Linked DNA regions of Mus musculus: region 2 is linked to region 1. Evidence: chromatin contacts called from public Micro-C data. All regions are on one chromosome and are shown on one strand. Each heading gives the region's core, a stretch centred on a gene start, on an enhancer-like site or on the middle of the called end of the contact. The rest is flanking DNA. Distances are from core to core; before and after follow the strand shown. Region 1 has its middle 11 kb from the start of Gm49894. Region 2 has its middle 20 kb from the start of A730049N16Rik.

Evidence for each region. Hi-C and Micro-C count contacts between places; a contact is called where the count stands out from the background.
Region 2: a contact with region 1 is called in a Micro-C map of trophoblast stem cells, with 2.8 times the contacts expected there. The contact joins two enhancer-like sites. A contact is called at or near these places in 5 of 484 Hi-C or Micro-C datasets (the 63-12 cell line, the BV-2 cell line, the Ba/F3 cell line and 2 more) and 3 of 115 datasets of contacts at active chromatin or transcription factors (the HPC-7 cell line, the SCID.adh cell line and embryonic stem cells).

The regions. Positions count from the first base shown.
Region 1 is chr17:69,391,993-69,398,826 of GRCm38.p6, forward strand. No RefSeq gene overlaps it. Among named protein-coding and RNA genes, the nearest start is that of Gm49894, 11 kb to the left of the region's middle. Within about 2 kb of position 5,354, at least 110 of the 459 cell types and tissues checked have an H3K27ac peak or open chromatin away from gene starts, as enhancers often do. A contact at or near this core is called in trophoblast stem cells, where this site is marked.
Region 2 is chr17:69,492,922-69,499,578 of GRCm38.p6, forward strand. No RefSeq gene overlaps it. Among named protein-coding and RNA genes, the nearest start is that of A730049N16Rik, 20 kb to the left of the region's middle. Within about 2 kb of position 3,395, at least 15 of the 459 cell types and tissues checked have an H3K27ac peak or open chromatin away from gene starts, as enhancers often do. A contact at or near this core is called in trophoblast stem cells, where this site is marked.

The DNA of each region.
Region 1 (6,834 bases), core at 4,104-6,603:
CAGCTTACATACTCATTCTAGAATTTTCTTTGGTTTCATAATCACACCTCATTTGCCCATTTTTAAGTAGGTCATTGGCGTGTAGTCAAGTGTATACATACACCCTGATGTGGTTGGCTTCCAAATCTACTCAGGGGACATAACAACACAGGCAGAATTGCAATTCTGAGAGCCACACATGAAGTTATCCATTTAGACAATATTTTTATATAAACCTTTCCCAAAGTGAATGTGTTTTAGACTACACTCAGTATTATCTGTCCTGGTTTACATAAATTCCAAGAATATCTGCTGTTTCTTCACTGAAGGGGTTAAGACTACCACCCCCGAATTTTGACTTTAGTCTGGAGTTACTGCTTGCTTTCTTTCGAGGATGTTATCAATAACCTTCCAGGAGGACACTTTATGTGGAGTCCGATTAGTGTCCATTAACAATACTGGCTGAATGTCTGCTATTTACTGAGCTAGGCATTGGGCTAGGTACTGAGAACCCAGCAGGAGTGGGACTGACCGGCTTCCTACTGTCCAGGAACAAAGGCCTCACCTATGCATGCTCACAGAATTCTACACCTGTGAAGATAGTATGTATCATCCAAATGTGCAAGATGCTTTTCAATTTGGGAGTGTATTAATACACTTCATAGAACTTGGTTTCCTTCTAAAGTTAACTAAGGGCTTCATTCTGTTCTCATGACGTTTAGTGGTATCAAAACCAGCCAGCAAGATGACTCAGGTAAAGGCACGTCCCATTGGGCCTGAGGATCCGAGCTTGATCCCCAGGGTTCATGTGGTAGAACACTTACTGTCCTCGGACTCCGTGATGCTATAGCATTCCCACACACACATGCACACAATAAGTGTAACAAAATTCAAGGAATGTCTCTTAGGCAGTGGGTCAGATTCCAAACTGACCTTACCTGTCTTGCGTAATTCTAGAACCTGTCCCCAAACATGGAAGCCCACTGGCCAAATGCCATGAACTAGCTTTCTTCACAAGTGACCCAGGAAAGTCCCCACAATACCAAAGTCTATGCAGTTTGGGGCCAAAAACAGCTGTGAGGTTGGTCAGCTGTGCTTAGAGATCCTGCTGGCCTTCCCCCGCTCTTTAGTATAAGTCTTAGATTCTTAGATTCGCGTTCTACTTCTCTCCCTCACAAGCTCTGCTGCTCGAATGATCTTCTTTAAATGCTTTGGTCGAAATTTATTTTGAGACCAGAGAGAGATGGCTCAGTGTTCAGAGCACTGGCTGCTTTTCTGGAGGTCACAGGTTTAATCCCCAGCAGCTCACAACTGACTGTAACTCCAATTTGCAGCTGGGCAGGATGGCAACATGCCTTTAGCCTCAGAATGAGGGAGGCAGAGGCAGGAGGATCCCTGAGTTCAAGACCAGCCTGCTCTACAGAGCAAGTTCGAGGCCAGCCAGGGTTACACAGAGAAACCCTGTCTTGAAACACCAACAAATATATATATATGTTTGATTCCCTATTCCCTGCCCAATTTATATCATTCTTTTGTTTTGTTTTGGTTTGTTTGGTTGGTTGGTTGGTTGGGTTTTTGGTTTTTTTTTTTTTTTTTTTTTTTTTGGTTTTTTGAAACAGGGTTTCTCTGTATAGCCTTGGCTGTCTTGGAACACACTCTTAGACCAGGCTGGCCTCGAACTCAGAAATCCGCCTTCCTCTACCTCCCAAGTGCTGAGATTAAAGGCGTGCGCCACCACGCCTGGCTCACTTTATATCATTCTTATTTCAAAAAATATAAAGAAATGTAACCTTGGAATTAAATATAATTGCCATAATGTATCATTGACAGAATGTCAAAGACAGAAGGCGAGCATTTGGTGAGCCTGATCACGGTTCACTGTTAGCGTATTGACACGTAATTGAACAGAGCATATGAGCACCATTCTCCTAAATCCAGGAATTCTTTGGCTATGCTGTTCTTGCTACAATCTCCTCACCAACAGGAAGTGCTCTGGATCAGTAGGTACTGGAGTGAACAAGATGAAGGTCTGAGTACCCACTGATAGATATAATGTGGCTCTTCGAAAAGAGAAATGAAAAAACAAGAGACAATTTGTTTTAGAGACTCCATAATTAATCATGTCCGCCAAACTTCTGGAAGCTATGAGATAATGGGACCTTCGGATACTACATTAAAAATGTCCAGAACCCAGTTGAAACTTTGGTCATAGGTAACCTGCAACTAGGCTGTATGTTGATGAATGTCTCCGGTATCCATGGCTAGCTTACTTGTCCACGCTGTGAGATAACTACTATTCTTAGTAGGTTTTATTTGGGGGGCAGGTGGTGTCATGGTTTGAATATGCTTGTCCCAGGGAGTGGCACTATTTGGAGGTGTGGCCTTATTGGAGTAGGTATGTCACCATGGGTGTGGGCTTTAAGACCCTCATCTTAGCTGCCTGGAAATCAGTATTCTGCTAGCAGCCTTCAAATGAAGATGTAGAACTCTCAGCTCCTCCTGCACCATGCCTGCCTGGATGCTACCATGCTGCTGTCTTGATGATAATGGACTGAATCTCTGAATCTGTAAGCCAGCCCCAATTAAATGTTGTCCTTTATAAGAGTTGTCTTGGTCATGGTGTTTTTTCACAACAATAAAACCCTAACTAAGACGGGGGTTCCCTCTAGATCCGCATACCATCTGCAAACCTTTGTTTTGAGATAGGGTTATATGTAGCCAAGGCTAGCACAAACATAATGTATAGCTGTGAATGACTTGGCAATCCTGAGGGTTTTTTTCTCTCTCTGCTTTCCAAGTGATATAATTACAGACATGTGCTGCCACGCCAGGCTACCATTTGTGCCTGGAAGAGGAGGAGGAGGAGGAAGAAGAAGAAGAGGAGGAAGAAAGGCTGAGACCTTGGTTCTTTTACTTGTCTCAATTATAAGCAACCAGAAATACATCTGTTTGGTTTATATAAAGCTTTGGCTCTTTGTAAAACTCTAGCACAAGTGGATATGATTCAGATTTGTCTTCAAGTTCGCCATATATGATTTTTCTGCTCATTCTCGTCCAGTGTGTGGTCCAACCTTGTTCCATGACAAGTGAACTTTCACACAGCCATTGTACTTCTGGATCTGAAGTTTTTGCAATTGTAATTGTCTTCTTTCTATGACTACACTTGGAAGATATTTGTACAAGTTACAAAATCAGTGTGGTATTTGGAGTATAAGCCTTGGTCTGTGAGAACTGGTCTGAGTTCTGCCTCTGAGTAAGTGGTGTTGGGGAGAGCGGCTTTCCAGATTTAACTAACTCATGAAATGGAATAATAACATAGGAATCACATAGAATACCTGGTGCCATGGTCTGGATATGGTTTGGATACCTCCTCAGATAGTGGCAGAGTGGAGCTCCAGACAATGGGACTGCTACTGAATGTGGTGAGCGTCTGTTACTGTGGCAGCTCCCTAGAGAGCTCAGACATGGGAGCATGCATGCATTTGGGCTGACAGTTTTACAGTTTCTGCCATGGTCACTTGTCTCTATTACTTCAGGTCTGTGGCCCCACAGGCAATCCTGGGGCCATGAAATAATAGCCTCACAGCAGGCATGAAGTATGGAGGTGTGTTGGTGACTCAGGCTCAGGGGTTTCAATAACCTCTTCCACGAAAGGCTCCAGTGATATACCTCCCTTCCACCAACCCCAGAGCCTAAAGCTTCATCCATTCCCAAGAGCACTATTGGTGACCAACCTATAAGCCTTTAGGGGACAAAGAGCATAGAAATAGCCCACCTCTCTAAAAAGTTCCTGCTTTGAAAAGTGATTAGGTTCAGGCAAGGCTCCATGATAGGATTCATACAGCTTTATACAAAAGGGGAGGGGTGTCATAGAGACATGCATACATGCACACAAGCACATGCTCCCTGTCTTTTGCCATATGAGGCCTTGTGATGATTTCTCAGCAAGAAAGACATCGTGAGCCAAAATCAACTCCTTTTCTTTAGAATTTGATCGTTTGGTGATATTGTGTTATTGACAACAGAAAATAGATTATATTCGTGGGGGAGACACTCCAGCTGCGAGCATGAGCCTCCACCATCCTAGATCGGTTCCTTTGTCCCGAAGAAACAGAATACACTTGGGCCTTTAGGACTGTCTCGGTTATTTCCACTGCAAGCCCATTCTTCTGCAATTATTTGGCTTATCCTCCAGGAACTTTTTAATGAAACCACTTGAAAATGTCCAGACCTCTCAGTCCAAACAGCGCTAACCGTGATCGTTTAAGAGGGGGCGCTGCTGAGAGCAGGCAGGTCACCCCTGTACTCGGAAATGAAAAGATTCCACAAGTGGCCACAGCTCCCAGCAAAAGACCTCACTTGGTGTGGTCGGGTGTCTTAGCCCAGGCTTTCCGACCACTGCTTTGAGAACGCATACTTCCTGGCTGCCAGCAAGGAGGTAGACAGGCCATGGGAACAGTTGAGGATGTTTTGGTGTTTTGTTTTGTTTGGCTGCCTCCGCCTTTATGCAGTGGTTTCTTAACCTTTTCCATTCGGGGCCAGAATCTAGCAAGCCACAGTTGTTACCCCGCCCCCCCCCAACCCCCCCCCAACCCCCCAACCCCCCCCCCAACCCCCCACCCCCCCCCCCCGTGCAAATAGTCGCACTTTCACTTTCTCTTATCTTGCACAACAAACAGCAACTGTTTCTGTTGATAGAATTCACTATCCCTTGCTACACGCACGCGGGCACAACTCTTTGGAGCCATTTGGACCCAGTTTTTTTAAAAGAGAAAAACAAAACAAAACAAAACAACAACAACAACAAAAAACCATATAGGTTTTGTAAACATTCATGATAATGTGCTGAAATATGTTGGTCCTACTATGTGCTACTGCTCCCCCAACCACTCCTCCACCAAACAATAAATAAAAACAGGAAAAGTAGTTTGTTAAGTTTGTTTGTTTGTTTGTTTTGCTTTACATAATTGTAGTTCAAACCCTATTATGCCAAAATAAAATAGGCAGGGTTCAGTTTTACTTTGCTGTCCCACAGAGCAAACTGGAGAGAAGTGGAGAAACAGACACACTAAATGGAGAGATTTATGATCCTTACCGGAGTAAAATAGTTAACAGAAATTGGAGACCATCTCCTTTGGCTAGAATGAGTATGGCTTCTTGAATTTCAGTTATTTTAGTTGCTAACTTAGGTGTTCATCTCAGTCCCTCTAAGAACAAGCGTACTTAGTTTATTTTACTCAGTTATTCAGACAGACAGACAGACAGACTGTTATTTCCTTCCTGTGGAGAGCCTTCCCTTGCCTCTCAGGCATGGACATTCCTGTTCCTCTTGAGGCAAGGACTGTGGGACAGGCTTGTGTTAAAGATTCCGCAAAGCTGGTCAGCTGATCCAAAACCCCGTGATGATGGCCAAGTGACCTTGAACTGTCTTTAGCTCCTCCGTAGCCACTTGTTGATCTAAACTTTGTGCCTTTCACAGGATCCCCAGCTCAAGGCTAAGACTGTCAGCAGACCCTACATGAAACCTCCAAGGAGGTTTTTCTGCTGTATGGTAACCCTCGGACCTGGTAACATTTCCATCAATACCTTCCCAAAGTGTCTTGATTTGTTGCTCTCTTTTGGTCTGTAATTGTAAAAACCCCCAGAGAATTGTTACACAGTTGTGACTTAGCGTTGGCTGTCATCTGAATCCGTGTCCTCGAGTTCTGATCATTCATATTTGACTTGAGAGTAAGCTTAGTCCCTTAGGCTAGAGCTAAAATACAGACACCTGTGTGTTGTTATTTTTTCTGGTCAGGATTCATTGTTCACGGTTATTGTTTACTCGCTGTTTTAACTGAGATGTTTAGCATACTACTGCAAGCACGAGGGGCACACCTAAAACTGTATGACTGGTGCTAGCTCTCCTGCCATGAGGCTGCAGCTTTTGAGCACCCACATTTAAGTTGTTCCCTTCTGCACTGTTCTAGATCTCCATTCTTGAGCTGGGGTCCCTTGTGTGGTTCCTAGACTTCCTCCCTGTGTTTGGACGGAACCCATCCTCCAACAGGGGTTCAGCAGCCTCACTTCAGCTTTCACACCTAACTGATGATGGCTGGCTTCTAAACTGTAAGGGGGAAAAAAAAACTCTGCCAGGGTGTGAACAATTCCTTGCCTTTACACAGAGGGTTCTTGGACAGTTCTAATGGTACCAGGTTAAAACAAACAGGTCTAGAAGAGTTCCTGATTAGCCAGAGTTCTGAAAGGACCTGAAACCCCATCTCCTGGCATGCTTGAATTTCAAAGGTGAGATTTAACAACAGGGTCTTTAAGCCTTCACACTTTACACTTCAAATGATTGTTAATGCCTTTGTCTTTACACTTCAAATGATTGTTAATGCCTAAAGAGTCTTTGTGTCCCTCCAGAGGGGAGGGGGACAGTGGTGCATCTCACAGATTAACCATTTCAGGCCCTGTGCTGAGTGGCAGGGTAGACAGCACTGGCTGTAGTAGTAGATGTCATCTACTCTAGGATATCTGGCAGTCAGAGCTGTAACTACAGAATAGTGTTCAGTATTAAATCGATACTCAGTTAGGTATTGGTATTATGTGATCTAAGTGTGGTGGACAGACTGGAATCCCAGTCCAGGACTTCAGTCCTGAGGCCAGGCTCTGGTGACGAGTGAAACACTCTCTGGAAAATCCAAATGAACAAAAATCATAAGCCCCTCTTCAAATTTCCAAAATTTCCCGAGATGTCTGAAATCATTTGAATTTCTGATATTTGCTTTCTGTGTATTTTTCTTTCTTTAAAGCTCCAAGAAAGCCAGCCACAGTGGCGCTTGCCTTTAACCTCAACCCTGCGAGTTCCAAGAA
Region 2 (6,657 bases), core at 2,145-4,644, 99 kb after region 1:
TCTGTCCAAGAAAGTTGAGGCTACTCGTGATTTGTGCTTTGTTGCATGGAACCAAGAGGAATCTTTCTGCACAGCAAATTGTGCCAGCCAAATACTGACCTGTGGCTTGTTACTCAGAGAATGGTTGAGAACTCAGATGTGTGCTTTGATTTTATTGCAGATGTCTTGGTTATCTCAGGATGAATTTACTGTTGGCTCTGTTTCCTATGTTGGCTACGTTGGGTCCACATACATATCAAATAGACACAGGAGGCAGATATCTGAAGGGAAGGAGGCAGAGAAACTATTACCAGGCTCTGTAATTTACAAAGCTAAATAAAAGAGACCTAGTGTGTAGAAGTCAAATTTCAGGAGCAATAGTTTTATCAGACTTCCTTTCTGAAACGGAATATTTGGGGGGAAGTACTGGAGAAGAGACACAGAGACACCCTTCCATTTATTCTGCTGGTTTTTGAAATATTGAGAAATTACTCCATAGAGGGCTGAGTTTACAGATTTTGGAAGATGGTAGGATGGGTAAATTCAAGAACACAGAACTCTGAGAGCCAGTGATCTGTCTTCAACTTCAGGCTTACTTGCTAAAAAATACCCTGGGCTCCCCATTCATATATACAACATTAATGGAAAAATATCTCTATTATTAGATTATTTGTTTAATTATTATCTTCATGGTGATACCATGTGCTTCATAAAAAAGGGATACTGTTCTACACAGGCTTGTTTTTTTATCAAGTAGACAGGAACTAGAGACAGTTGGGAAGACAGGATGTCAGTTGAAGAACTGATTCTATCAAATTGGCCTGTGGGAATGCCTATGGGATATTTTCTTGGTTAATGGCTAGTGTGGGAAGGCCCATCCCACTGTGGGCTGTAGGCCCCCTGGGCAGGTGGTCTTTGGTTATATATGAAGGCAAGTTGATCATCCATGGAGAGCATGCCAGTAAGCAATACTCCTCTGTGGTCTCTGCTTCAGCTCCTGACTCCAGTGTAACTCCTAAGCCAAAGGACTCATTTTCTCTTCCAAGCTGATTTGGTCATTGCTTTATCACAGCCTCAGAGAGAAAACTAGGATGACTCTTCTGTTGAACCCATGTATGGCTTAAGTAGAGTTCCAGCAAAGGGTAAGCTCCCAGTGAATTTAACATTGGACTCTTTAGTTGCACAATATTAGCAAGCTTTATTAACTTTCCCACTTGTCTCCTCATGTGTGGAATCCATGCTGGCAAACACTGTTATGTTATTTTCTATTTCTAAAAGTAAACGATCCTCTGTGTTTCATGGTTTTTGCTGAGGCACCACCAAATTGGGCAGCTTGATGCCGTTTTATTTATATGTATAGCCTACATATCCACTACTCTAGAAAGATTGTTTTTTATAGCTTCCTCCAGACAAAATAGTGGCAGGACTTGTATAATCATAGACCAGCCTTACTCATTTTGTAATTCATATGAAAGTATATGAATGTGTATACTCTTTCCCACTCAGTAAGAGATTTAATCATGGCCTTGAAACCTGAGGTAATATGTTGTTTTTATTTGCTGCATATCATATTGTATGAATATAACACTTGTTACTTACTCAAACACTGAATATTAGGGTACACTAACCTTGCTTATTATAAGTATAGATCCTAATAAGCATTCTTATACACATATTTGGCTAGGTATATGACACTTCCCCTGGGTAGGTATTCAGGGATAGAATTACAGGATCATAGTATATATATATATATTTAATTTGAAGGACCCTGCTGAAGGTGTTTCCAATGTGGTAGTACTAATTTATCTTCCTACTCTTTTATTTTTTAAAAATCTTCCTACTCTTATATGATGGAATGTATTCCTTAGTTCTCCTTAAAGGAAAGAATGGAGCTGAGAAATAGGTTAAGCAAAAGTTGACTCAGTAAAGCAAACCAATCCCCATGTACCCAAAGGTTCAGGGTGGCATAGTTCAAGGTGTGAGAATAACCAAGGAGTTCTGGGTTGGGGAATTTTACAGTTTTGCATTTTTAAGCTTGGTTCATGTGGTGGTTTTGAATATGCTTGGCCCAGGGAATGGCCCTATTAGGGGGTGTGGCCTTGTTGGATTAGGTATGGCCTTGTTGAAGCAAGTGTGTCATTGTGGGGGCCGGGTATAAGACCCTCATTCTAGCTGCCTGGAAGTCAGTCTTCTATCAGCCTTCAGATGAAGTTGTAGAACTCTCAGCTCCTCCCTCACTATGCTTGCTTGGACACTGCTATACTCCCACCTCAATGATAATGGGCTGAACCTCTGAACCTGTAAGCCAGTCCCAATTAAATGTTGTTCTTATAAGAGTTGTCTTGGTCATGGTGTCTGTTCACAGCAGTAAAACCCTCACTAAGACAGTTTTCCTCATTGTTAAGTCTCTCCCCTTGGGTATCATCTTTGTTTTAGTCCACTGTACTGCGCATGCTCTGGAGTTGGGATGTCTCTGTGGTTTGCTTTTCTTCTTCTTCTTCTTCTTCTTCTTCTTCTTCTTCTTCTTCTTCTTCTCCTTCTCCTTCTCCTTCTCCTTCTCCTTCTCCTTCTCCTTCTCCTTCTCCTTCTCCTTCTCCTTCTCCTTCTCCTTCTCCTCCTCCTCCTCCTCCTCTTCCTCCCCCTCCCCCTTCTTCTTCTTCTTCTTCTTCTTCTTCTTTTGCTTCTCAGGATGTTTCTTTGCTGGTGGACATGTGCAGTCATTTTGGAAAGTGCCCTGGGACCTTTATTTCTGATTTGGTGGAAGAGCCAAGCTATAGCTTTAAGGATGTTGATTGATAGGAGCATTTTAACCACCAGGGGGAGACAGCTCCAAAGGCATAGCTGTGGTTTCTGTGGTTTCCTCAGGTGTCTTACTCAGTGCCTACCCACCAAGGGGATCCTAACCAGAAAAAAGATGGTTGTACAGGACACCTCTGATTTTTTGATGGCATCTGCCTGGCTGAACACTCAACATTTCGAGTACCATGTCAGTTTAAATCGCTTTGTGTTTGAGTCATATCTTTCCCCAAAGAGGCTTTGCTTGTAAACAGCATAAGGTTACAGAAAATTTCACTCTCCCTTTTGCTGTGTAGTGCCACACACAACTCAGCAGAAATTCTTTGGGGGGGGAAAACTGACTTTGCTTTAGTTATTTTAAATTCATCCAAGTGCCCAAAATCTTTTCCTACTTCCCCTCCCTTCAGTCTCTGGAGTGAGTTAGCTAACACACCTGTAACCTTTCCCTTGTAAGAGATCAGTTGTGGACCCACTGGGTCAGTAGACTTCCAGCCCACTCACTGTATTCACACCATTCTGCTTTGTTTAAACCACTTAAGAATAACGTCTCTACTCATTTTAAAGTCTCTGCAATGAGAGTTCTGAGATATTTCATTCTCCAGAGCATGGGACCTCTGTTCCCATGAGTAAGCATGAGTAAGCATGAGTAAGCAAAGCTGGTGTCAGTGACTTCAGTATTCTGCTTAGGCCATATATCTATTTTAAATGTATGGTCTCTATATTTTGAGGTAAAATTCAAGTATAGAGATAATCTTCACTTTGGTTGGTTTCAGAATCGTAAAATTGGAGGCACCCTCAGCCTGCCGATGTTTTCTGCATGGGGATGTTTTATGGGACCAAAGTCAATTAAAGTTTGGCTTGAAGTGAGTAACAGACCCTCAGAATTATTACACAATTGCCCTACCATATGTTTCTGTCGTTTGGGTCTCCTCAAGTCCTTTTGCATTTCTTCTTCGGCCGTCTTCCTCCTACCCCCCACTAAGCTTTCTTTCTCATCATCATCCCCAAGCAGTGGAAGACAGAGCCATAAACAGCAAGGAATATGAAACGTGAGGCTCACATGAATGTGGGGAGAGAGTGGTTTATGTGTGTAATGGTGCCTACACACATTTAATTCCTAAATCCAAACTCATAGGCTTAGGGTGAAATTAGCAATTTTAAAAATGTTGGTCCTAAGTGAAAAATGAGCCTGCTTTGTAACAGTTGGTAAAGATATTGATAACTTATATAAAGGTACTGTGGTTTGGTCTCTGCCTAGAGGTGGGTGATGTATGGCATCAAGAAAATTACAAATAATTCTCTTTAGACACAGATTTCATAATCTCCTTGTAACCTACTGGTAAGACTTCCACGGAGAATTCTTTCTTCTCTACCTCACATCCCAGAGGCTCTGGCCGTGCTAGGTAAGGACCCAACCACTGAGCATAGCCCCCGGCCCAAGAATTATCATTCTGAGTTGCTCAATAGAGTTCACATCCTGCTGTTGTTTTAGAAAATAAAACAAATCCAACATAAAGCAACAGAAAGCGCACATAACAGACACATAGCAAACACCCTCTATTATTTCTGCAAAGTGATTTTTCTTTCTGAAGTAGCTTGAGATCATGATTTGGCTCAAACTTTTTATTTTATGAATTAAAGGTTGAAAATGAGAGTTCATGTTGAATTACTGTGATCATTAAACTATTATAAATGACTGTGTTGACATTCATTCACAGCTGATTGGATTTGTGACCATAAGCAAACGGACATTTGTTTACCCTCTTTGTTCTCATTATTTCAGAGAAAGAGGATTATTATACCAATCCCATTTTCTGTCAGTCAGTCCAGTACGGTACTGGCATCAGGATGTTGTCATTACTCAAATAGATCCAGAGGAGTCCCAAGGACTAATGAAGAGGAAGCTGTGTAGACGATCTCTTTTAATACTAGCTAGATAGCAATGCCAACCCCACCCGGTGGTCTCTCTCTGAAGCAGGACAAACCTTTTGTTCTATAATAGGAGAAGGCCTTTCTGCCTTTGATTTGTGTCCTTTAAGATGTCTCCTTCTCTCTTACTTGCCTTCCCAGGGTGTGTAATACTAGGCAAGGTCTTCTACTAGTCGTAGAAGACTGGGAGCCACCAAAAGGTTGTTCCCACGCAAAGGAAGAAAGAAGGGTCCAGTTCTATTTATATTTCTTCCCACAAAGCTACACCTGCCTTTTTAGAAGATATATCTCTTGGTTAAAGATCTAGATTTAGATTTAAATATTGCCTTTTGCTCTTGATTCATTAAACAACAACAACAACAACAACAACAACAACAACAACAGGACTGTGGAGTAGAAGGAAATGTGTCAAACTCCCTCTAGGGGTAAAAGTGTGTCATTCATACTACTAAGGGATTTGTTCAAGGAAACCTACAAGCTTAGAAAAGTTCAAGGTACTGCACAGAGTCGGGTGAAAAGGAAAAGAGCTGTGTTCAGGGACAAGAAATGGAGCAGAGTCTGAAGGAAAGGCCATCCAGAGACCTCCTACCTTGGGATCCATCCTATCTGCAGACACCAAAACCTGACACTATTGCTGATGCCGACAAGCACTTGCTGACAGGAGCCTGGTATGGCTGTCCCCTGAGAGGTTCCGCATCTCTAAAACAGATGCAGATACAGCCAATCATCGGACTGATCCCGGGGACCCCAATGGAAGAGTTAGAGGAAGAACTGAAGGAGCTGAAGGGAATTGCAACCCCATAGGAAGAACAATATCAACTAACCAGACCCCTCAGAGCTCCCAGGGTCTAAGCTACCAACCAAAAAGTACACATAGGGGGACCCATGGCTCCAGCTACACATGTAGCATTGGATGCTCTTATCTGGCTGGCTTCAGTGGGAGGGGAGGCCCTTGGTCCTGTGGAGTCATGATGTCCCAGTATAGGGGAATGCTAGAGGGGTAAATTGGGAGTGGGTAGGTGGATGGGGGAGCACCCTCTTAGAGGCAAAAGGGAGGGGAATGGGTTAAGAGGCTTGTGGAGGTGAGACCAGGAAGGGGGACAACATTTGAAATGTAAATAAATAAAATAATCAATTAATAATAATAATAATTAATAATAATAGAACTGTGTAGGAACTCAAGATAGATTTGTTGTCAGAGTTTTCAAAGCAAAAGCCAGAGTAATGGCAGCTTTAACAGGGTAGGTTTATTCCCCACTTCCCAACACACCAGTTAAAAACAGACAAGTACAAAAGGGGATAGCATTTGAAATGTAAATGAAGGAAATATCTAATAAAAAGAAAGCAGGAAGGGAAAAAAAACTGCAGAGAGAGATTTATCCAATGTGGCTGCACTGGGGAAGAAACAGATAAACCCAAGAGCTCTATGTTTAAACATAGCACAGTTGGTGTGCACAGTTAAGTATTGTGGTCTGTGTGTGGTGCCACCCAGCGTTGAGCTGAGTGACCTGTGCTGCCAGTGTTTTGGTAAAGCTGTTAAGCTGGTAATTTGTTACTAAGGTGCATCCCAAAACTCAGAAAACTGTCCCCATTTGGAGGTGAGGATGTAGGCCCTGGGATGTTTTGATCTTCCCAGAATTCAAAGCGACTGAAGAGAGAGGTTAAGGATAGTGGCTTATCTCTGCACCTTCAACAATGTCGGGACACAAAATAAAGGCAGTGCTCCAAGATTTCATCCTACTGTCCATTACCTGGCAATCTAAGAGAAGTGCTCATGCTTTTTAGCAAGTGCAGTTTCTGCAATGGCTGGCTGTTTCTGATTAAAGGTGTGTGAAAGTGAAGACATGAAATATGATATTCATGCAAATGCGTCAATCAGAAGATAGAAGCCAATAGGCTCACCACGTTACAAAAACAATGGAGAGCAACCGTGGCTCCACTGTCAAAGAGTAG